Regions from separate parts of the Mus musculus genome. Here all the other regions are linked to region 1. A link is a contact called in public promoter capture Hi-C data. All regions are on one chromosome and are shown on one strand. Each heading gives the region's core, a stretch centred on a gene start, on an enhancer-like site or on the middle of the called end of the contact. The rest is flanking DNA. Distances are from core to core; before and after follow the strand shown. Region 1 holds the start of Fam221a (family with sequence similarity 221, member A). Region 2 holds the start of Pdia4 (protein disulfide isomerase associated 4). Region 3 holds the start of 4921507P07Rik (RIKEN cDNA 4921507P07 gene). Region 4 holds the start of Cycs (cytochrome c, somatic). Region 5 holds the start of Osbpl3 (oxysterol binding protein-like 3).

The links. Promoter capture Hi-C pulls out the DNA fragments that hold promoters and counts their contacts.
Region 2: a promoter capture Hi-C map of pre-B cells shows a contact between it and region 1, with 4 times the contacts expected there. The contact joins the promoter of Pdia4 here to the promoter of Fam221a in region 1. A contact is called at or near these places in 1 of 39 promoter capture datasets (pre-B cells) and 1 of 115 datasets of contacts at active chromatin or transcription factors (pancreatic cancer cells).
Region 3: a contact with region 1 is called in a promoter capture Hi-C map of the HPC-7 cell line. The contact joins the promoter of 4921507P07Rik here to the promoter of Fam221a in region 1. A contact is called at or near these places in 5 of 39 promoter capture datasets (the HPC-7 cell line, HPC-7-derived erythroid cells, cranial neural crest and 3 more), 1 of 15 datasets of contacts at CTCF or cohesin (large pre-B cells), 2 of 484 Hi-C or Micro-C datasets (CD8 T cells and Th1 cells), 2 of 115 datasets of contacts at active chromatin or transcription factors (astrocytes and forebrain) and 2 of 9 other capture datasets (adipose tissue and liver).
Region 4: a promoter capture Hi-C map of pre-B cells shows a contact between it and region 1, with 5 times the contacts expected there. The contact joins the promoter of Cycs here to the promoter of Fam221a in region 1. A contact is called at or near these places in 13 of 39 promoter capture datasets (the 3T3-L1 cell line, the C10 cell line, the HPC-7 cell line and 8 more), 2 of 484 Hi-C or Micro-C datasets (CD4 T cells and uterus), 8 of 115 datasets of contacts at active chromatin or transcription factors (astrocytes, cardiomyocytes, embryonic forebrain and 3 more) and 2 of 9 other capture datasets (adipose tissue and liver).
Region 5: a promoter capture Hi-C map of embryonic stem cells shows a contact between it and region 1, with 3 times the contacts expected there. The contact joins the promoter of Osbpl3 here to the promoter of Fam221a in region 1.

Annotation. Positions count from the first base shown.
Region 1 is chr6:49,365,110-49,369,832 of GRCm38.p6, forward strand. It overlaps Fam221a (family with sequence similarity 221, member A), which reads left to right and starts at 2,630. Exons shown (of 7, transcript NM_172727.3): 1 at 2,630-2,864. The coding sequence starts at 2,800.
Region 2 is chr6:47,811,421-47,816,143 of GRCm38.p6, forward strand. Pdia4 (protein disulfide isomerase associated 4) reads right to left here and starts at 2,092. Exons shown (of 10, transcript NM_009787.2): 1 at 1,797-2,092. The coding sequence starts at 1,884. It also overlaps the pseudogene Rpl35a-ps7 and a transcript of Zfp786 not described here.
Region 3 is chr6:50,594,643-50,599,365 of GRCm38.p6, forward strand. It overlaps 4921507P07Rik (RIKEN cDNA 4921507P07 gene), which reads right to left and starts at 1,948. Exons shown (of 10, transcript NM_027564.3): 1 at 1,801-1,948; 2 at 1,156-1,311. The coding sequence starts at 1,289. It overlaps 5430402O13Rik (RIKEN cDNA 5430402O13 gene), which reads left to right. Exons shown (of 3, transcript NR_027892.1): 3 at 1-223.
Region 4 is chr6:50,563,716-50,568,438 of GRCm38.p6, forward strand. Cycs (cytochrome c, somatic) reads right to left here and starts at 2,854. Exons shown (of 3, transcript NM_007808.5): 1 at 2,701-2,854; 2 at 1,777-1,953; 3 at 1-1,670. The coding sequence starts at 1,945. The coding sequence ends at 1,522. It overlaps 5430402O13Rik (RIKEN cDNA 5430402O13 gene), which reads left to right and starts at 2,928. Exons shown (of 3, transcript NR_027892.1): 1 at 2,928-3,307.
Region 5 is chr6:50,453,559-50,458,281 of GRCm38.p6, forward strand. Osbpl3 (oxysterol binding protein-like 3) reads right to left here and starts at 2,796. Exons shown (of 24, transcript NM_001347213.1): 1 at 2,267-2,796.

The DNA.
Region 1 (4,723 bases), core at 1,380-3,879:
TAGCCAGTTTAGAGATTTCACTCCACCCATCCAGCATGGCTACTCATCAAGAAAACCAAACATAAGGACTGGCAAGGACATGGGGAGAGAGGAACCTTTCTCCACTGTTGGTGAGAGTGTAGCCTGGTGCAATATGACAAATGGTAGTGTGGAAGTTTCTCAAAAAGCTGAAACTAGAACTACTATATGCCCCAGCTATACCATTTCTGGCCATATATCCTAAGAATTCCATATCTTACCATAGATACACGTGCACACCCATATTTATTTACTGTGTTTTTATTCAAAGTAACTAGGAACTAGGGTCAAAATACACCAACTGTTGCATGGATAATGGAAATGTGGTGTGCATACACAATGGGATTTTATTCAGCTGGAAAGAAAAACAAAACTTTTACCATATTTATTTACTGTGTTTTTATTCAAAGTAACTAGGAACTAGGGTCAAAATACACCAACTGTTGCATGGATAATGGAAATGTGGTGTGCATACATAATGGGGTTTTATTCAGCTGGAAAGAAAAACAAAACTTTCAGGTAATATGAACAGCAAAATATTGTACGAAGTGAGGGAACCCAGGCCCCGAAAGACAAATGCCACATCTTTTTTCTCAACGTGGATCTGAGTTTCAAACTTTGTACTTATGTACCTAAAATGGAGTGTCTATAGAGGTCAGTAAGCCAGAAAGGTCCCACAAGAGGGGAGGGAAAGAGGCCTCAGTGTGGGGAGGGAAGAGTAGAGCACATGCAATTTGACAGAAGAGGGCAATACTGGGAGCTAAGGGGTGAGGGCAGGGGCAGGGGTGAGTTAGCAGAAACTACTCACATATGGAAAGACTTATGGAAATTCAACACTTTGTATGCTAATTAAAACACTTTTAAAAAGGATTTTGAATGACGGGCTAATAACAATAAGAACTTTAAGAAGTTTAACACTAAGAACATCCCTTACTTATCCAGGCATTTGGAAGCAGAGGCAGGAGAAGCCCAAGTGTGAAAACAGACTTGACCGCATGGTGAGTTCTAAATTAGCCAGGATCATATAGCGGGTGAGACCTCTCAAAACCATCCCACCCTGACCAGGCCAGGGATACGGCTCAGTTGGCAGAGCCCTGAAGTAGAAACACACTGTTGGAAAACAGCCACAGCTGACCTGCTGCATTCGAGTTGCTGTGAACCTTGAATCTCTAAAAATCCAATTATCTGTTAAACAAGAAGATTAAAGGATGAGAAATTTGGTCCATAGAGAGCTACAATGTTTGAGAATTCTTTTCTCCTGAGTAACGGTTAATTTCTTACTCCTTTTCAGCTTGCCAGAACAACTTATAGCTAAATTACTAACGGATGATAATTCCATTTTTATATAAAATGCGTGGAGATTCTTTTTAAATGTTGAAACAGACTTATCTTGGAGTCAGGTGTATAGTTTGGCAGTACAGAGCTTACCTAGCAGCTCAAAGGCTTTGTGCTCCTACCCGGAAGGCAAGAACTTGGCTGAATTGTTTCTGCTTGTTCTTCCTTAACCTGTTATTTTCTTTGGAGAACATTTTTTTTTCCTTGTCACTTGCACTGGTACTCAGGATTGCTGGTTTTATATTTTATTATTTTCCAGTGGCATCGAGACTTGAACCCAGGGTCTCAGTATGCTAAACTCATGCTGTCCAACTAAGCTTCTATGCTCAGTTCTCAGCCTCAACCGTAATACTGAAAACATGGACGTTGACACCCCTCCCCCACACTTCAGAGATGTACTGATTCGAAGTGTGTGATTGTGAATGGGTGCGTGCAGCAGTGTAAACAAGCTCTGAGGCCAGTGGGCAAGAGGAAAGGGTTGGGTGTCTTCCTCTATCATGCTCCATTTAATCCTTTCATGTAGTCTCTCCCTGAACCCAGGGTTGGGATTTTCTTGTCTAGGCTGAAAGCCAGCAAACCTCATTGATTTTTCTGTCTCCACCTACCTTGAAACTGGGGTATTAAGAGTCTGAGATGCCTGGTTCTTTATGTGGGTGCTGGGATCTGAACTCTGGTACTTATGATCGCACAGCAAGCACTCTTAGCTACCGCTCCAAGTGGCCAATTCTCCAAGACTACGTACATTTCGAGAGATTGATTAAATGGGAAGAGGTATATAAACCCTGTTTTGAGAACCCATTGTATCCTGGCACTGCACTTATTCTTAAGGAGACTCTGGGAATGAAGCAGTGAAGAGCACGAAGTTTGAAGTGGGCAAACAGCATCTGTTTTGCAGCCTTGGGCTATGCAGGAGAAGCCAATTTGTAGGGCTCAGGTAGCGGTAGGGTGGCGAAGCTCAAGCTAAATTAAGCTCAAGGACCCTTAGAGGATCGCCAGGTAGACTGTGGGCCACGGAAGCAATCACGAGGGTTGGTGGAGACGTTTGGCCTGGAGCAGCAAGAGGGGCGGGGCAAAGCGGGGCTTGGCCAAGGGGCGTGGCACAAGGAAGAAGAGGGGCGCTAGGACAGGCCGGATGCTAGGGTAGAGCGGGAGCTGGGGAGAGGTAAGGATGAGGGCGGAGCTAAGTGGGGCGGAGCCCAGAGGAGGGGGAAGATTGATTGGGGAGGAGCTGCGGGGAGAGGACGGGAGCTGAGGGGGACAAGGGCGGGACTAAGCGGGTGAAACAGAGGGGCGGGGCCCAGGACGGGGCGGGGCTAAGGGGGCGGGACCGGGCAGTTTCTGGCGGCAAGGCTGTTTGTTACTCGCGCAGGTCTGGTGGATCCTGCCTGGCAGCTGCAGGGCGGACTCAAGAGCTCGAGGCAAGGGCTCCTTTCGCTTCCCGCGGCCATGGAGCGGCTGACGTTGCCTCCTGGTGGTGCGGAGGCAGTGGACGAGTACTTGGAGTACCGGAGGTGAGGCCTTAACTCTGCTCCGCGGGGCGGGCTCCTGTTCACGGACTCTTGTCCGTCCGAGCACGGTGGGACGAACCCGGACCCAGCGGACGAACGTACTAGCGCTCTGGGAGTCTGTTCGGGAGGCCTGGATTAATTTCACATTTCATCCTCTGTAATTAAATTTGCAGACACACAATTCTATTCTATAATGAATCTCTTCGGAGACCACTTGAGAGTCTCCTTTGCCAAAAGGGATGATTAACTACTTTTAAAATGGATCCCTTTTTGTTTCTCTTAGTGACAATTGATTTACATATTGGGTCTATAAAAGTTAGTAGATGTCAGTTTATACATCAATTCAGTGCTCTCCCAAACCAAGGGAGATGGTTTTTGGACTTAGCTTCCGAGACTCCTCTCTGGAAGCAGGGAACACAGCTGCTTGCTCCTTTGGCTCCACACACATCTGCCCCCAATTCCCATAGCCTAGGAGGGGTTTCTTCTTGACAGCTGGGAAACTGGGAGAATAGAGGTTACAGACGACTTGGAGAATGTGTGTGCACAAAGGAAAAGCCAGATGTATAGAGCTTCCCCCAAGTCATTCGTGGGGTGTCCAGGCAGTTGGGTTTCCCAGCATATTGCCCCAATAGTGTAGTTTTGGGTAATGCTTAGAACTTTCTGAAGATTCTGAACAGGAAATGTGAGATGGAACAGCTTGATCAGTCTGTCTTAGTTAGGTTTCTATTGCTCTATTGAAACACTGATCAAAAGCAACTTAGGAGGAAAGGGTTTATTTCAGTGTATAGCTTGTAGGCCATGATCCAGGGAGGCCAGGCCAGGGGCTAATGCAGTGCCCCTGGAGGGTGCTGCTCATTGCTTTGCTGTTCATGGCTTGCTCGGCCTGTTTGCTAATAGCATAGTAATAGTGAGCTGGGCCCTCCTACATCAATCAGAGGTCCTGCCACAGGCTTGCCCACAGGCCAGTCTAGTGTGTATGTGTGTCATTTTTTCTCAGTTGAAATTTTCTTATTTTTTTAAAAATTCTTTTTAAAAAGGAATTATTTATTTTTTGTATATGAGTACACTGTACCTGTCTTCAGACACACCAGCAGAGGGCATCAGATCCCATTACAGATGGTTGTGAGCCACCATGTGGTTGCTGGGAATTGAACTCAGGACCTCTAGAAGACCAGTCAGTGCTCTTAATGACTGAACCAACTCTCCAGCCCTCATTTGAGATTTTCTATTTCTGTATGACTCTAGCTTGGGTCAAGTTGACATAAAACTAGGCAGTAGCACCCAGTCTTCATGGTAGGTTCACCGCATGCTCACCCTCTTACAGAGCACGGCTGGCTTCTTTAGTTTTGCTTTCTGGCTTTTCACTTGTCTCTTGTCCAGAAAATGGTAGGGACAGGCTCATGGAAAATTATTTTTTGCAATCGTAAATATTATGGAACATTTCCCTTTAGGAGAGATTATTGCATCAATAAGATCTGAGAAACATGAAGACTCGGCCTTCCAGATATCAAAGGGTTATTTGGGGAAGGCATTCCAAAATGATCCCTATCAGAAACCAACTTTCCTATTGTCAGGGGCCAGGCCTGTAATCTCAGCCCTGAGGAGATGTCTAGGAGGGTAGTGAGTTCAAGATCAGTCCAAACCACCTGGTGAGAACCTGCTGAAAAACTAAAGGCGAGGCTGTAGCTCAGTGGTAGAGCATCGCCTGGCAAGTGCAAGGCCCTGGGTTCTGCAAAAAGAAAGGCCAAACAAAACACGTTGCCATTTTTCTTTAATTTTTGACTTGCCTTTGGTGGGAGGCATCTGGGAGAGAGTTTAGTCTTTTTCCTCACAGTGTCAAAAGATGGGGCACCTGGGGGCTT
Region 2 (4,723 bases), core at 842-3,341, 1.6 Mb before region 1:
CTGAAAGGGTGCGATCTCTTTTGGCATAAACCAAATGAAACATCTCACATCCTGTCTACAACCACCTGATGATGACACTGCATCCCTGACCAGGCCAGGCACTGGTACTTACTTCTTCAGCAAGGCCACACTCCACCTTGCCGAGGAGCTAGTATTGGCTGAACAAACAATCATTAGGCCAAACTCAAACAGTAAAGAGTGAACAACAACAACAAAAACAGAACAACAACAACAAAAACCAGAACGTTAACTAGTGCTCAATCAGGAGAGATGATACTTAGTATGGACCAAGCACAATGAGTGAAACTGCATTCTGCCTCCCTTTGCAGTGCAATACCTTGCACATGGTAGGTAACTGATATATCACTAAACCACACTGCCAGCCCTACCAAACCTGAGAACCTAGCCTAAGAGGGCTGTCTTTGGCCCAGACACCCCAGGGATTCTTGGGTTCACCAAGAGCAAACACTCCCCCAGAGACAGCACCAGTGACCCAAAAGATATACCACTGGCTAGTCTAAACAACCTTTGAAATCCACTCACCCAGGCCTCTCAAGAAGTCACACTTTTCACACTTCCTGGCATTTTAACCCCTGCCCAGAGGCAGGCAGAGCTCTTGAGCTCAAGGCCAGCCTGGTCTACATGATGAGCTCCAAGCTACATAATGAGACCCCCATCTTGAACAAACAAACATACATCACCCTAAAACTGACCACTGTCTCACAACCGTGTAGTTTTTAACACGTTCTTAAAGCATACACCAAACTACACTGGTTCTCAAACTTTCATGTGTCCCCCACAAAGCCTATTCTGCTTTGAAAAGTGAAAAATTTGCTTAAAATGAAGACTCTGCCCTCTTTCTGTTTCAATGTATTTTGGGTCTCTATAAGAAATGAGCCCTCAGTCAGTTTGGACAAAAGTGCCAAGATATACTCATAGGTAGGACGGATAGTTGGCCCCTTTCAGCAGTCTCTTCATTTCTACTCTTTCCTACCTGGGCAAAGACTCATAAATCAATGATCCACAGGAATCTTACTCAACCTAGGAGTATAAAGTTCACATTCCCCCTCCACACTAAACTTTAAAAATGGGGTTTGTTTATATTAGACTAAACCTAGTAGGCAACAAGTTAGTGGTTAGAAGGGAAAGGTGTCGATCAGACCCGTTCTCTAGGAACAACGTTAACTAGTACTTCCTATTTTCAAAGTTTTTATGTTTTCGGTAGAGGATTTCGAAGAAAGGGTGCGGGCATAACGTCTATGAGTTACACATACTGTTCCTACTAGAATACATGCACCACCAGCCTCGACTTTCAAAACACAGTGCAGCGACTGGCAAAAAAAGGCGCTGAATAAAATGCTTGTATACGGCAGCTCCAGTTTCCATAAAAGACGAAAACAAAGCCTGAGTTATTTCTACTTCTTGATATAGATGCCCAGTATCTGCGACTGCCTCTTCCAGGTCCTACTAGCGGCCATCCCGCCTCCGTTTTCTAAAACCGGTTTTGGAAACGAGAGTATTCTCCAGAAAATTTTACTCAACAAAGGGGCAAATCTCAGTAGTGAGGGTAAAGAGACGAGCTGCGAACCAGGCACTCGGCACGTCCCTCCGTGTCCTAGTCTCAGGTAGGAACTAAAGAGGCCCACACCCCTAGATTCGGCCCTACACTGAAACTCCATTAAGTTCGTTGCTACCGGGTCACTAATTCCGCAGGGGTGTGAGCGAAGCACCCTGTCAGGCCCCAGCAAGGTTTGCAACCCACGCGAGCTGCTCCTCCGACCCGCCCTCCCGCTCACCTTCGTGTGCATCTCCGGCGCTCGCAGCAGCCAGCAGCTGTGTCAGCGCCAAGAGCAGGACCAACAGCCAAGCTTTCCGGAGCTTCATGATTGGGTGCAGAGCTGGGCCTGCAGACACCGGCCACCGCAGAGCACTCGCCGACCTCCCGAGCGACGCCGGAGCGCACCAAAGCCTCCAGGAAGTTCAGGCCGGTGATTGGTTGGAGGTAAGGAAGCCGCGGCCCGTCCAATCCCCGCACGAATCAGGGCGAGAGCCGTGGCGCCCCGCCTACACCGCCCCGCCCCGCTGCCTGAGCCCTCCGCGCGGGCGCGCCCCTCAGCTCCGCGTTTAAAACTCCGAGCCCTAGTGTGAGGTGCCCCCTTCTGATTGGCTGTGCCGCGACCACCAATCACGGGCTGCCACTCGGTTTGCTTGGAGCGCCCAGGTCCGGAAAGAGTGCGGGGGAGAACAAAGGCAACCAGCCCTGCACAGGGAGGCGGGGCTTGAGCACTCCGAGGGGAGGGATTGGTTGGGAGGTCAGCTCCCTTTGGCCAAGCTTGGCAGGAAGAACACGTGTAAGAAACTCAAGGAAATGGTGGGGTGCATGTGTAGGCTCGTCCGTCTGAGGCTGTCCTTGTGCAGGAAACTAAAGAGGACAGAACTTTTGGGAAAAAGTGAGATCAGAGATCCCGCCTCTGTTCCCCTGTTCTTTGGCTTCTTGTTTTTTCTGTTGAGCATATAAAAGTTTGAGTTTCTTTCCTAGATACTAGGTTCGGAGAGGTATATGAAATAGATTAGTTGTTTCAGAGCTGGGTGGGCTGACTCCAGGTCTGTGGAGGCAGAGACCCATGACTTTTAGTGATATCCTGTCGCAAAAAAAAAAAAAAAAGAAAGAAAGGAAAGAAAGAAAGAAAGAAAGAAAAGAAAAATTACAACTTGGACTCCATGACTAAGTCTATAAGTCAGAGTCTTGTCTGAACGTTGCCTTGTATTATGATTTTTCTGAAGAGAGAGAGAGAGATAACCAATCTAGTGATTTAGATCTAGAAATAACCGTGAGTGTTTTGGAAAAGAAACTAGGTTTGCATGTCAGAAAAGAAAGCTGTACTGGCATTAGGGTTAGCACCTGTGGATTAACATATGATATGACGTAGAAGACAAATGAGGCTAAATAAATAAATCTTAGAGAGTCCTGCAATATTTTCTGATGTATACAGGAGGAGAAAATGAGCTGTATTTATCACTACTCCCCTGGGTTGTCATTTTAGCACTATTAGGCTAGGTTCCTAGGCCAATTTGAATATGTGTTTTCCTTTACTCCTGCAGATCTCTCTCTAGAGAAGTAGTCCATTGGGATTGTCTATCTACTAGTGTATCTGTGACAATTCCTGCATGCATGTCCACAGCCAGAAGTTCAGATTATATGTTTTGAAAACTAAATTAAGACTAGACAGGCACACAACCTACATGCTCTGGATTCATGAGGTTTATGATTGATTCTATCTAGGTTAAACCACAAGAGATTACTGCAGTCTCTTGTGTTTTCTGTAGAACTCAGTGATGGTTCTACCTTTTTTATTATTCTGATATAATTCTTTTCTGTAGTTTCAACTACTTTGGAGTCTAAAGCAGATCATTTTAGCCCAGAAATTCAAAGCTAAACTGGACAAGAGAGTAATGCCTCGTCTCAAAACAAACAAAACCAGATACACACAAACCTATGACCTCTCCTCCAACATAAAACAAAAATAGCTCCATTTCTTTTAACTTTTATTATTTTATCTGTAAGAGTGTTTATGTGTATATACATGCCTGATGTATTCAGAGGTCAGAAGAGGGCATCAGATTTTCTGGAGCTAAAAAGTGGGTGCTCTAGACTCTCACGTGTGTTTGTTTTGTTTGTTGTTTGTTTTTTGGGGTCTTGTTTGGTTTTATGTTTGTTTGATTTTGCTTTTTGGTTTTGTTATTGGTGGTAGTGGTGGTGGTTATTTGGTTTTGATTTTCTTTTTTTTTTTTTTTCTTTTTTCTTTTTTTTTTCTTTTTTCTTTTTTTTTTTTTTTACAAGAGCACAAATCTACTTTTATTTATTTACTCTCCATTAGTTTAAATCTGGGATGGGTACAGCATCACACGGATTCTGTGTCCAATGGCCTTTGCAGGAAGGTGGCTTCGGAATTTGGCACGAACCATACAGCTGTTTCCGTGGGCCCGAGTGACTTTTCCCCAGATCACTCTGGTTTTGTTTGGTTTACCTCCAGGAGTTGCTGTATTGTGTTTTGCTTTATACACATAAGCACATCTTTTGCCTAAGTAGAACTCCTTTTCATCTCGGGCATAAACGCCTTCAATTTTAAGAAGAGCCGTGTGCTCTCTTTGGTTCCGGAGACCTCGCTTGTAGCCAGCAAAAATGGCCTTGCACCACAGCCTTCCAGACATATTTGCTGTTAGAAGTCCTGTTCCCAGCAGGCCTCCACAGGTGCCAAGATGGCGGAAAGAGTGGTTTTGATTTTCAAGACAGGATGTCTCTATGTAGCCTTGACTGTCCTGAAACTCACTCCGTAGATCAGGCTGGCCTGGAACTTAGGGATCTACCTGCTTCTGCCTCCAAGTGCTGAGATTAAAGGTATGTGTCACCAGACCCAGTTTTAGCCCCTCATTTTTATTTTTATCTTGTTTTACGTGCATAGGAGTTTTACTTGCATGTATGTCTATGCACTACTTACATGCCTGGTTACTTGAGGACGCCAGAAGAAAGGGTTAGAACTCCCATAACTGGAGTTACAGGTGGGTATGTCCCATTATGTGGGTGCGGCAAATCAAACTGAGGTCTTCTGGAAGAATAGCTGACCAACCTCCCTTAGCTCTCCACTTTTATTTTTAAAGTATGTGTTATGTGGGTGTTGGGTGTGTGCATGTGAGTGCGGGTGCCTGTAAAGGTCAGAAAAGG
Region 3 (4,723 bases), core at 698-3,197, 1.2 Mb after region 1:
TGGGAGCCAGACTCACATCTTGAGAACCAAACTTGTGTCCGTAGGAAGAACAGCAAGTGCTCTTAACAGATGAAGTATCTTTCCAGCCCTACTTTGGAAGTGTTTAAACTGAGATAAGGTGGCTTTCTGTCTTAATTCCCTAAGAATAAAGAAAAAAGTTTGTTGTATGTGTTTCTACGCAGATTGTGAAGCCAGAAGTTGACATTAAACATCTTCCTTGACCGCACTTCACTTTTTGAGAGTGGGTCTCTCACTGAACTTGGGGTTTACAGATTTTACTAGACTAGCTAGTTATTGAGCCCCAGGGATTCCAGGGCTCCTCCTGTCTCTGCCTCCCCAGCACTGGGGTGACAGGTTCATGCCACCTTCACTTGCTTTTTATGTCCCTTTTAATGCTTCCTATTTTACTAGGGATCAAATTCACATCTTCAGGCTTGTGTGATCAGCACTGTGCCAGCTGAGACATCTATCTACCTATCCTCGTCTACAAAGAATTATTAGGGGTTTGGCCGTGTGAAATTAGAAGAACACACCTACACAAGGTACTTAGAAACAGAGCCTTATTCTTCCTCTAAAAATCAAGTAAATCACAGGGTTGGGGGTGTAGCTGAGACAGAGTTTGGCGAAATATGTGTCTGTACCCTACATATATCACAGGTGAAAGAGGGTAACAGTTCTACTCTATTCATGGCTGTCATGAGGAGCGAAAGGTCTACAACAAAACACAGCATCATGTTTGCCACCAACTCTGGGATTCTTTCTTGGCAGAAGGTGTTGGTGGGCAGGCTGTTAGTACCGTAGTGCTCTATTAAAACACTCTCCAAGTGAAGGAAGGGGCCATCCTAGGGTTCTAGAACAGGGCTGGAAAGGTAGGTTGGTGGTAGTGTTTGCCTTGCAGGCATGGTCTGGACTCAGTCCCTAGCAAAACACACACACACACACACACACACACTTGTAGAATGCAGTGGAAGAATATGCCTCCCTTGTTATAGCCTACAGCCCTTTTCCAGTTTTAACAGATTAACCATGTAGTTTACTCATGCTTTGCCTTCTCCTTCATGTGATATATGGGAGTGCTCACGTGTGTGTGTGTTATAGAAAAAGTCACGAATGCAACGACATCTTTCTCCTGCGTTTTTCTAACTTTTGTTTTACCTGGCTTGTGAAGCAGTTGGCCGAATAGTTGTTTCGTACGGGGTGTGCAGTCCGTTAGAGTAAAAGGTGTTTGACAGAATGTCAGCTCCTTCAAGGTTCCTGCAGCAGTGGGGCCTGCCGTGAATTACCTCCATGCTTCTTGCCTAAAATGTTAGTCTGGAGATAAGTAAATAGATAAAAATGAAAATTTGGACTTGTAAACTGCCTTGGTTAGACCGGACAGGAAACAGTTTCTGCTGGCAAAATTCAACTCATCGATGCACAAAAACCAGAGGCTTATTTTCTTACTGGCTGTGAGGGTCTGTGGATGCTGTCAAACCTGTGGAGATAAACTGAAGCAAACCTGCAGAGTGGAAGATGAACACATTGTGAAACAATTCATGTCTCACCTCAAATGTAACAATATTCAAGAACAATCAGGTAACTTCTAGCGCGGGGGCCTTTCTAAGCAGGGAGACTCGTCATTAACAGGTCAAGAGCCCTTCCTCTCAAGGCTCTGCAATTCTGTTTCTCAGGCAGTTAAACTGGGTGGTGCGCACCTCTGTCCTCATGGGGGACATTGGGTTCCCCAGAGCGCTGGAGAGAAGCCCGTCCCTTCGGAGGACTCCGGTCCCTAGAAGCCGTGCAGCCAGGGGTCGCACGCACCTGACACATCTGCCCCGGAGCGCTGCCCGACCGCGTCTCCCTTTCTTGTCTCGGGATCTGGTGGGTCTCCTCTCCGCGGGGCGTGGAATTTCGTGGTCTTCCGCACCTGCGGGCCCCGGGAGCGTGCGGGCAGGTGCGGGGGAAGAAGGCCAGAGGGCTGCGGGCAGGCCGGGGCGGGGTTGAGGCTGCCTGTGACGGCGGCGGTGACCGCGCACTAGGTAACACATCCTGAGGGTGGGGCGCTGGCCGACGTGTGGCGGGGAGCCCTTCAGAGGATCTTAGACCACCAGAATTGGAAGAGAAGCCGGAAGTGAGGAAAGAGGGCTTTGTGGCTAGGGGAAAGGTGGAACCGCCGCGTTTCCGCTTCAACCTCATGCCTGGCCCCGGAGTCTTAGCGCCTTTAAACTCCTGCATGTGCCAGAGGCGCTCAACTACAGACTCGGCCCCGCCCCTGCGCCCCGCCCCCTTCTCAGGCCCCGCCCACCCGCCTCTCTTCGCGGTCCCTGGGGCCTTTTTCCTTCAGGCCTGGTCCCGCCCTTCTACCCAAGTCCCACCTCTTCCCTCCCTCGCCCCACCTCCTGAGGGCACCAGTCCAGTCCTAGGCCCCGCTCCGGCTCCGCTGCCTCACGCCCCGCCATAGGCTGACCTCAGGCGCCCTCTGGCGGCGCTGGCTTGGCAGACTATCTGATCTACAGTTGCCCTAAGTTGGGTGGGTGAGCATGCTTTCTCAAGGTGTGAGGGAAACAAAAGCTCTGGTCCTGGGAAGGAGAGAGAGAAGATCTTTGTGTAAAAAAAAAAAAACAAAAAACAACAACAACAAAAAAAAACAGATTGTTACAGTTTGCAGTGTGATGTGCTCTTAAGTTCGTCAGAGTTACAGAAAAGCCCAAGGCAAGGAGGTATCTTTTCTACTAGCTGGTGGTTCACCCAGCTTCTCACAGCTCAGAAGAGTTGGAGATCTACTGGTAGCCTATTGAACACTATATCAGAGAAAGGGACACTCTCAAGTCCTAAATTATGGATAAAGCTCTTGCCATAAACCAACAGGATGAAGAATTTGGGAAGGGTGCAAGCCCTGGCCTACAGGAAGGGAGCTGGACTTTCATGGTATCAGGGGAAAAGCCATCATCTTTCTTCAAATCAGTACAGCAGCAGTGTTTGGCTTTTCTCAGTGCTTATGTTGCTTTCTGCAGAATTGAATATTAAAAACTGCTTGGTTTACAAAGGTCTTTTGAATTTATTATTTCCAATTAAGAGACAAGGGAAACCTGCATATCAGATCTTACACTCTCCTGACTCTTCGAGGAGCCAGAACAGTTAACACTCCCTCCCCCTGATGACTCTCGGGCGGGGGGAGGGGGGCAAATTCCAGCCTTGGGAACAGACGAAAAGCAGCATAGTCTAGCCTCCACATCACTGAAATGCACACCCCCTTTTGATTAACAACCAACATTTCTCCTGTGCAGAAGGGTCCTGCCCTTGAAGGAAGCAGAGGCTAATATCCTTGAAATGATAAAAGCCCACTCTGGGACTATGGAAAAGAGACAATTAAGTGTCCCCAGACAGCTGTGACGTTTGTAGAAATACACCAACTTCTGATAGCACAAGTTTCTTTTCCCAGATCACAAAGGTCCCTTTCCAGCTGCGCGGCTCTGCCCCACTGTCTGAACCAATGCTATCAGGTTTGAAGGACAGCATTCCTTTACCCCTCGTGTAATGCCAAGGCTTGGAGACCCCGCTTGCGGTTTTTTTTCTTTATAACCCCCCTTTGCTTAGACCTGGGGGTTTACTCTCCTTCCTGTTCCATCAGGAAGGTTGGTGGCCCGAGCTTGAGCTTGAATAAAGACCCTCATGGGATTACAGCAGGTTGTGATTCCTGGTGGCCTCTTTGGGGTTTTTACAGTCTGAGCACAACACCAACACTATTAGCCTTAAGTGTCAGGAATACCCATTAAGTGTGGGGCCAAGGTGTGCTGAGGATTCATGCTGCAGAACAGATTGCCTGAGGGCCTTACTGGGGAGGACGAGCAAAATGCCTTCTCGGAGTGGGGACACGAGAGAGACAAGAGACCAGGCGACAGAACAAAACAGACAGGGCAGACACAGACAGAGCTAGATCTGGGTGGCCAGGGTCTTTTAAAGGATGTGCCTGCTGCATAGAGGAAGTGTGTAACTTGCATTGACCATGGAAATGTGCTGCCGCTGAGTTGCTGAGCAGCACTCTGGCAGAGAACCCAATTCACAGCGTTCCTCCTTTTAATATTAAAGGTGAAGCAACAGGAAGGAGTGATGTGAGGCTGGAAGTGAGGGCGCTGTTCTCTTTAAACTGTTTCCTGCTGTCTGAGGACCCAGGAAAGCTGGGATGCTGGCCAAATCCTGAGAGCTAGCTATTTCACTTGCTGTCCGGGCTCTGTGGGACCATCTGGGACTGGAAAGTATAGGCCTAGTCAGGGCAGTCTACGAGGCTGGAGCACCTGGGGCTAGCTGCTTTGAAGCTGTCCAGAATGCAGAATTTTGAGCGAACACCTGGACCTGGCAGGACGCTGAGACACACATATCATTAGGGGCAGAAGCTATTTCTTCGTCAGTGTCCATTTGAAGCTTTTAGGCCCATGGTTCCAGGAGTTGAGGGAGGGAAGTCCAAGGACCAGGAAAAGGGAGCGAGAACTCACCCTCAGAAATAAACAGCACAGGCAGGTGGGGAGAGAGGCCATTTGATTGACAGAGCACTTATCTAGAGTGCTTTTGACCCATGAGAGGTGGATTTAAGTCAAGTCTCTGAAGCTTCCAAGAATTTAAGTTCATAAAAAGAGGATCAGTTTTTGACAAGCATTGCCATTGTAACCTGTACTGAGATCCACATTATACACCTTCTGAGTCCTAGAAGCTTCAGAAATGGGTTTGGGTAAAAAACATGAACACC
Region 4 (4,723 bases), core at 1,604-4,103, 1.2 Mb after region 1:
AAGTTGTTACAAAAACTTGGGACTCATCAAGTGTTATTACAAAGCTATCTCTGAAGGACCTACAAAGTAAAAAGCTTATCAGGGCTGGAGAGGACTCAAGAGCACTGGCTGTTCTTCCAGAGGACTCAGCCTGGACTGCGCCCACTGCAGATCCCGCTGTAACACCAGTCCCAAGGAATCCAACACCCTGGGTTGGCCTTCAAGTGTAGTGCACAGATATACATGCAGAGAAAACACCCATACATACAAAATAGGTCCAAAACAACAAAAAAAAAATTCCTACCCATCAGCCCAAAACTCCAAATTACAGAAAACTTTCCAAACTTGTTTCCAGATTGTCCTCAATTTCTTGTATAAAGTAAGATTTGTCACAAAGTGCTGCCTCTGACCTGAGGCCCAGTTAATCATCTTCTACACGTCTGAAGTCACGATGAGGTCTTTCTCCAGCCTTTTCACCCCCACAAAGACACCACTATCACTCATTTCCCTGCCATTCTCTATAAAATTTAGGACCACTCAGCTAATACATAATTATTCACCTTTATAGATCTCATTCTGGCCAAAGAACGAAGGGTAAAGCGTGGCTGTAGTCGGAGTTGCCCGAGATATCAAGGTAAGAGCACCTAGTACCTTCACTAGACCATGGCTTTATACCAGGGAACATTTAAACAACTAAAGATATGTTAACTGTCATTAAACAAAGCACAATCAAAGGATCACGATCTGTGGTTGTTTTAATTATCTTCTTTCTGCTGATACAAACTATTTCCTTTATTTCCATCTTTCCATCTAGTAAGTTAGCAAAGAGTGCCATTCCTAATCGAATTCCAGTTATGTGTGTTTCTGAGTGGGTATTTAAGGACAATTCTGATTTACAACTTAGTCTTAGAAAATAGAGAATTTAAAAGGCCTAACTTGCTTGTTTCTAAAAGCATTTTAATTTGCAGATCAACTATAAAGAAGTGTTAAATACTCTTTATTTGATATCATACATAAACCACAGTAAATGCCTTTCAATAGTAAAAGGCAACATCCTTGATGTAGGGAATTCTAATTAAAACTGCACTGTCAAGAATAGACAGTTGCCTCCTGGTGGTTAGCCATGACCTGAAAGAGGCCAGTGAACACAAACTGAAACACATTTGAGTCTTCTTGTTTCTGAGACAGTGATAGAATTTTCCCAGTGTTTAAGCATATTCATATGCCCAGTTATATAAATCTAAGTATAAAACCATTTAGTAGGTTTGAGGTGACATGCCCCTATTTATGGAAAGTAAAACATTGCTAATTAAGTCCAATCTTATCTTGAGAAAGGGAGAGCCGTGGTAGCATGTATACAACTGGAACTGTTGCTTTAATAAAGACCGTACCCACTTTATGACAAGTCAGTTTTACTTAAATCAGGACTGTCCAACAAAAACATTGCTAGCCATTCATGATCTGAATTTGGTGTGTGAATTAAATTATGGTGTACATTAAAAGCCATGAGACATTTGTTTTGTAATAAATAAGGCAGTGGAATTACTCATTAGTAGCCTTTTTAAGATAAGCTATTAGGTCTGCCCTTTCTCCCTTCTTCTTAATTCCAGCGAAGATCATTTTTGTTCCAGGGATGTACTTTTTGGGATTCTCCAAATACTCCATCAGGGTATCCTCTCCCCAGGTGATGCCTAAACAGAAAGAGATGCAGAGGTTAAGTGTTTTACACACCTGGTAATTCTGCACTGGTTAACCCAAGCAACCTGTGCTGTGGCTGACAGCAGCTCCCCCCGTTACCTTTGTTCTTGTTGGCATCTGTGTAAGAGAATCCAGCAGCCTGGCCTGTCTTCCGCCCGAACAGACCGTGGAGATTTGGTCCAGTCTTATGCTTGCCTCCCTTTTCCACAGTGTGGCACTGGGCACACTTCTGAACAAAAATCTTCTTGCCTTTTTCAACATCACCCATTTTTAATTCTAAAAGGGAAAAGATCCAACAGTAAAACGTACTACGGATCCCAATGACCATTCAAACCGCTATTCTTATGTCCTCTTAACACCAGGCAGGGTGCTAACTCAGTCCACTTGCAATATTCTTCAATAGCAAATACATCACCTAGGAGACTCTCCTTTAAAGCAAGTCTGTGCTCAAGACAGGTCCATGCCAAGGGAAATGGAAACCCACAGCTCAAACCCCAGTTTCCGAAGAAGGCAAGGTCAAAAAGTCACAAATATGAAACCGGACTCATTAAAGCAAAACCACTACAACTCTTAACATTTCAGAATGCTAAACTGCTGTCAGTGCTGCCGATTAAAGTCACTTCCAAAGATAAGGGAGGCTGGGGGTGATCCTAAGTGCTTCCGCCTGCTCCGGTCTCATTAGGAGGTTAAGTCTCTTCTCTCTTGCTTTAGTCCGGCACGGGAAGGCGAGGGAGGACTGGGGAAGGAACCGTCTCACTCTCACGTTGAGATCCCAGGGGTGACTACGACTTTACAAACCCACCCTCCCAGATGCTTAATCAGGAAAAGAACTGGCCCAGTCCTGAAGGAACAGCAGCTTCTGCTCTCAGAAGGGGCGGCGGGCGAGTTCCTTCTAGAACTCCGGGCCCCGGTCCTACACCCACGCCGCCTCCAGCCGTGCCACAGTTCTGCATGGCTTTGTAGGTTAGGCCTGCCCCGGCCTCCTCGCCCCGTTCCCGGTCCGCATCCCCGTCGCGCGCTCACCGTTCCGGGCTGGTCAACACCACGAACGTTCGGACTCGAAGACAGACGTCCCGCGCTCTAGCCCAAGGACACGCCGGCCCGCGCCTATGTACCGGTGTCGGTGCAACCACACTTGTTCCGCCCGTCCGCGGCCCGACGTGCGGTAGCGCCGTCTGCTGCGCCGTGACGTAACCGCACCTCATTGGCTCCAGGACAGGTTTGTGCGCGCGCATGCGAGCTAGCATGGTAGGATGTGCCCAGAGGGCGCCCTTCCTTCAGAGGCCTCGTTTGCCCGACACTTACGACAGGCCTTAGGACGTAAGGCGTGGACGTGCGTGACGTCACCCTCTGGCCTGCGAGATGGCGAGGGCAAGTAGCGGGGCCGATGCTCCCTTGGGATCCGGGTGTGGCTCGGCTCAGGTAACGCCCGGCCCTAGGACTCCTTCGGCCTCCGCCCACGGGGAGTGCTGAGACTGCCGGCCGGTGTGCTGGCGACCTTTACCCAGGCTTGGTCAAGGCTTCCTGGCTGGCGCAACTGCACTGGCCTCGCAGTGGACGCCTGCTGGTGACCTTTACTCTGTTAAACCATCTTCCTGCTCTCCCAGTGAGAGCCTCAAAGCTGGGGAAGGTACGCACAAGTGGCAGACAGGATCACATCTTACCCAGAGTCCCTGTTTTCTTCCCCTAGTGTTTGTAGAAAACGAGGAGGGTGTGCAGGCAAGCTTTAAGGGAGAAGCAGGATTCGCCTGAGTAGAGGATTCCCGGGAATCCGCTAGACTTGGCATCCCTTCTGACCATATTGGAAATGGAAGTCTCCTTAGCATACTTTCCTGGTGTACTTCAAAACGAACTCACAGACACTTTAAATTCTGCCACTGGACGTTTTCTTCATTACTCCCCTCTCCCAAATTCAGATGAATGTCGGTCCATTCCCTATGTTCTGTCTAGCCTTGACATAGTTTATCGTGTGTTTATAGATGCCTGGTGTGTGCCGGGCCCTTCTCAGTATGAACTCACATATTCTGGTTGAGCTTGTTTATATTCTACCACTTTTCCTTCCGCCATCAGATTAACATGAGATGTTAGAAGGCTGGTCTAAAGTCTCAATAGATCTCTTTCCAGCCACTGGTCCTATCTGCTCAAAGATGTCAGTTTGTGTGAGTATAGTTGTTAGGTATTCCCAGGGATAGTTGATTCCAGAACAATCCCCAGAACCCATACAGAATTCCATGGGTGTTTAAGTCCTTCACATGAAATGATGTAATATTTGTATATAATCTACACAATCTCCCCAATATTTAAATAATTTCTAGATTATAACTTATACTGCCAAATGCAGTGCTGTATGGTGTCACTTAGGGAAAATGACAAAAACGCTAGTCATTCTGTATTGGTGAGAATATTGTAAGCCTAACTACATAGTATGTGATGTGATCTGCTGATTTCTGAAGACATGGATATGGGAACCATAGATAAGGAGGTCTGATGTATTTTCATTGTTATTAAACTGTCCTAGCTTTTGGGGGTACTCGTTCAGCATTTAGACTTAGTCCTTATGTAGGTTTATTTTAAGTTATTTGTATATAGGCTTATTTATCAAACTCTTAAAGTTTTTAAAGACCTGATGTAGCAAATCTGTAGACATTCAATATGTCCTTAAATCAAGTCCTGATACTGCCTTCCTTATTTCTCCAAAGAAAAAGTAGTTCTTACTGAAGTCATTGTTCTCTCAATATCGTTTCTTTGTGGAACAGAAGATACCATTTTTCGTTTATAAACGAGTTGGCTGTGAGTTGCTCTTGTTTGTGTTTTATGTGTGTATGTGGGGGAGGGGAGTGTTTGGTTTTGGCTTGGGTTTCTTTTGGGGGGCAACTTGGAAACTAATGCTAGGTACCAGCCTGTTAGTTTACCTGAGTTCAAACTTAGGTCAGGTTCTCTAAAATGGAGTCTGAATTTAAAAGACTCGGCATCCCAACCCTATCTCAAAGCCATTGCTCTATCTATTCTTATCCTTTGGGAAGGAGAGTGGCTGGTAAGAGTTGTA
Region 5 (4,723 bases), core at 1,546-4,045, 1.1 Mb after region 1:
TACCACAGTGGGAAAAAGCAGCCTGATTCCTTTCTGGATCCAGATGAAAACGGGGATATCCTTTCCTCCCTATTAAAAGCCCCTGATGGACCAGGCCCACACACCATGTACTCAACCACAGAAACGAACGGCAGTGAGACCCTGGACCACTCACAAAGAGGGTAGTCTCAGAGAGCATCAGCACTGGGCTCCATCACTGGGTTAACACTGATTAAACAGCAGGAGAAGAGACATCAGAGTCTGAGGGAAGGTGCTAAGGGTTTAGAGTCAGAGAGATAATGAAGACCTCGGGGAATTGCTACTGACCCCAGGCAAATTCCTGAACCCTGCTGCAGTCTCCTCCGGTGACAGAGCCTATCAAGATGGTGAAGATTATGACATAATTCGTCCTGTGCAGTCTGGTATTATCTGGCCTACAATGGGTAGTCATTACTGAAAATGGATCTCAGGAATAAAACGGGAACTTTTAGCTGAACAACATATCCACTGCCTGCAAAAGTGGAAACCATATTTTCGTCTCTTATTAGTAATTCAACACTGGGGGGAAGGAACTCTTGGGGGGGGGGCGGGGGGGGGCTGGGAGGGGCAACATTTAGGATGTAATTAATTAATTGATTTTTAAAATATAAGTAACCCAACAAAATAGAAAACAGGCTAGAGTCACAGTACAGCTTAATAACCTTAGGACAACTGGGTAACCTGCAAGAGCCTTAAATGCCTAAAGTGTGTAGCTTGGGTCAAGGAGACGGGTTGTTAGCAAACCTGGTTTCTACCTGAGTTTGCTTCCTGGATCCCACAGTGGGGAGGGAGGGAACTAGGGAGAGGGAGAGGGAGAGGGAGAGGGAGAACACACCAACTCCTAAAGTCCTCTAACCACCACACACCTGTCTAAAAAAGCACGGGGTTGTAAACACACATCTAAAATAGGGGACTTAAAAAAATCTAGCTAATCAGACAACTATAATATTAGGGATCATCTATATGTATCTACACAGAGCTCCCAGCAAATACCTTGATGGTTAGTGCATGCTCATCAGCAGGAGTTACTGCCATTTATTAATTTTTCCGATAAAAAAGGAAAAAGATGAAAATCCAAACCAGCCATGAAATCAATAGTCTCAGATTATGAAGAAGTTAACATTTACTCATTCCATAAATGTGTAGTGTGAGGCTGCAGTGTGGAGAGCTGCCTTCTCCACACTGAGGATGGACCGACCGAGAAATAGGACCTGGTCTCTGCTTTCCCAGGACTTCGCATCCTAGCAGCGGAAGAAGGCTGGCAGATGGAAAAACAAGCAGATGATTCCAGACAGCTTTAGGCTCTGTGAAGAGCTGCAAACAGGGCAGTGTGGAGTTGATGGACAGAATGGACATTTAGCCTGGATGCACTGCAATCTGTCTGAAGGTTTCTGGAGGCCAAAAGGAGGTCCTCACCTTGTATGATGCTTAGAGTGTTGAGTGTGGATGACCCAAAGTCAGAGCTATGCTTACCTATCTCTGAAACCATCTTCTGCAGCTACAGTGTAAATAAAATACACTACCCAAACGATCTCATCAAGTAATCAGATTCCTAGGGCACTGCGACATCGGAGGGGACTCCAATGCCCCAGCCCCGTTCCCTGACACAAGGTGAGAGACAACTTTATGTCCCTCTCAGCTCCAACAGTCTGGGAGGCGCGCGGCTGGTTAAGAAGTGTCTGAAGGACACAAGACAATGCCACGGGAGACGCCAGAGGCACCAATCACCCGCTGAGTGCTTGAAGCCCCAAGGGAAGGGTGCTCTCGGTCCCAGTGCAGACACTGTGGAGCGGTGTGACCTGACTGGGGAGGCCGAAGAGCGAGGTGCCTGCACCGCAGGGCCCCAAGCTCGAGGGTGTAGTAAAGCCTTCCTCCTGGCAGAATTAAGCAGGTTTCCTGTGCCTCCAGCCCGTCACAGCGCCAGGCTGTGCCGGGACAGCTCCTCTACGCGGCATCCTCATGCACCCGCACGCAGGCTCCTGAGATCCGCTCCTTCTCCGGGTCCATCCCCGCCAGGCTGTAACTCGAGGGGCACAGCTCCAGGGTGAGCAGCACCAGAGTGCTTCCTCCCAGAAAACTGGCGCTTACACGACAGACGACCTCCTAGTCTCAGGGCTGCCCCGTGGACCCGGGCTTCCCGGGACCACCACAGACACAGTCTGAACCATAGAGAATGGCTGCGTCCCCGAGCCTTCTCGGGGCCTCCACCACAGCTCAACCCCAGGCGGGCGGACGCCCTGTTGCTCACCTAAGTGTTCCGCTGCTGGGGACGCTTCTCGATTCCCCAGTGCGTGCTTCAGACCGAGAAGGACGCAAACCGGGCTTCTCGGGTCCCTGCAAGTCTCAGCCGACGGCAGTTCCAGCACCAGCCGCAGGAGACTGGGGCGCCGAGCGCTGCTCGCAGACAGATGGTGGGCGAGAGCCCGCGCAGTGCACCAGCTCTCCTGGTGCCGGGGTCCCTGGTCCCCTGCTACTGGCCGGTGTGCGATCCCCGCGACCAGTTCTCAATACTTCGCCTAGAACTTTAGGGCGCGCGCTGCCGGGCAATTAGCTGAAGAGCTGGAGCGAGGGGAGGGAGCTAAGAGGAGGAGCCTGAGTTCTCCACTGGGCGGAATAACGTGAAAAGGGCGGTGGAGGGGGGGCAGCAGAGTGGCTCCCACTCCCACCAATCAGGAGTCATCGGGGGAAGGCGGTGAGGCGTTGGACTTGGAAGCTGCAGGCGGATTCCGTGACGCCAGCCAGGGTTCAGGGCGTGTGGAGCGGTGGAGAGTGATGGTAGGTGTGGCTGGGCGGGGCAGCGGCTCCCAGCATCCTTAGAGTAGTGTGTGCCCCTTAGGCTTTCAATAAATATTTAGTGAATGACTTAGGAGGAAGTTGAGGTTCGCGCGAAAGGAGCTGTTTTAAGGAGAAGATTCCAGGGGACTAAAGTAGTCCAACGGACAATAATCACTTGAACACTGAAAAGAGCTGAGAATAAATAAGGGGGAAATATGTGGTGAGCCAAGGGTTAGACACAAGATATTAGAAACTGGTTCGGACTTTGGGGACCTGGCCCCCAGAAGCAGTTGTCCAGATTGGTATAGGGTTACAGAGGAGGCAGGAAGGGAGAAAGGTGTTGTTGTTGTTGTTGTTGTTGTTGTTGTTGTTGTTACAGTTCCCGTCCATAGGTTAGGAAAGAAGATGCAGTGTAGTTTGCGATCGAAACGCAGGAGCATCTGGCTAGATGTCCAGGCCCATCCGACTTCACCGCCCACTTGCCAGAATCCTAGCTTGGATGTCAGCCACTGATAATTTGAGGTCAATTTGCAAACCGCACATGAGTCCAGCGCCGCAGGTGGCCCGGTGGGCAGGGAATGATGAATGCCAGGAACAGATGTGATCCTGCACCTGCGGTAAAGGCACACCGGGTTTCTGCCCTCTCAGAACCTACATTTTAGAGAGGACGCAGACGATAAACCAAAGAGAGTATATATATATATATATATGTGAATAATCAGGAAAACATTGGTGAACTGTTAGCACAGAGAGCGCCATGCAGAGAGCCTCCGAAGGGGTGATGGAAGAAGCTCAGGCCCCTGAAGTCCTCTGGGAGGAGGTTCTCAAATAGGCTCCCATAGCAGGAAGGACTCAGCAGCTCTCAGGCTCAGGAAACGCTTTCTGGGCACTAGGAACTGCAGATGTATTTAACCCCTTTAAGATCCATCTGGCCTGCCTCACCGAACTGGGCATGTTGGCTCCTTTGGCTCAGCTGCTGACACTCTAGATGTTCCAGAGTGCCAAGTACATGCCTCCACCAGCGGCTGACCGTTGTCAGGCTGACCCTGTATGAACGTCTCTGAGGCTCTTTCTCACATCTGTATAAACCATGTTTCATTCACTAGGTTTGGATATTCACTTTCTGGAACCTTCCACGGATACACTCTCTGGAACTGTCTTTGGCTCTGCCAGGTGGCCGGGGAAGTTTGACGAAGAAAGCAGATTTTCTTGATGCTGTGAGCCCTAGCACTCGGCAATCCCTATATAAATGATGCAGGGCTTCCTAAACTACACCAAACCGGAAGGAGCACCGAGGAGCAGGCCTGAGGCACCTTGCCCACGCCCAGCTCAGGTGCCTGAGTCACACTCACTTTTTTTCCCCTCCCTACTCCAAATCATCTTGTTGCATCCAGGCCAGCTTTTCTACCGAATACATGCCTTTTATCCCACAGAAATGTTTTTGCTACAGGCAAATCCAACCTTTGGACTTTGTAAATGGTGTTTATCGTCTCCAAAGTTCACACGCCAGATTACACAATCACATAACTATATACATACACATATTGTGCTGAGCCTAATTCATAGTTACCTGGAACACAACGAGGTGGTAGCCTGTACCAAATGGCCTAGTAGCCAAGGCTGGACAGAAAGCTATGGTTTTATTGTTTAAGCTGGCATCCTGTCCTTGGATTTTTCTTAAGTTTCTTCCAAGCTGACTGTGTGTTCCCTGTTGGTACTGAAGGCAGTTAATGAGTCAGGATGAGAGATTTGTTCATATTCAAAGTGCTTTGCCTCCAAGAAAGAGGAATCTCAGCCAGTCTTTTCAGTTTCACTTCCTCTTCTAAATAAACTTCCAGGCGCTCCACTCCTACAAATCAAGAGGGGAAAGATTAAAGTTGAAACCCACGCAGAGTTAATTATCTTGCAAAAGCTCGTTACTGTCCTAAAA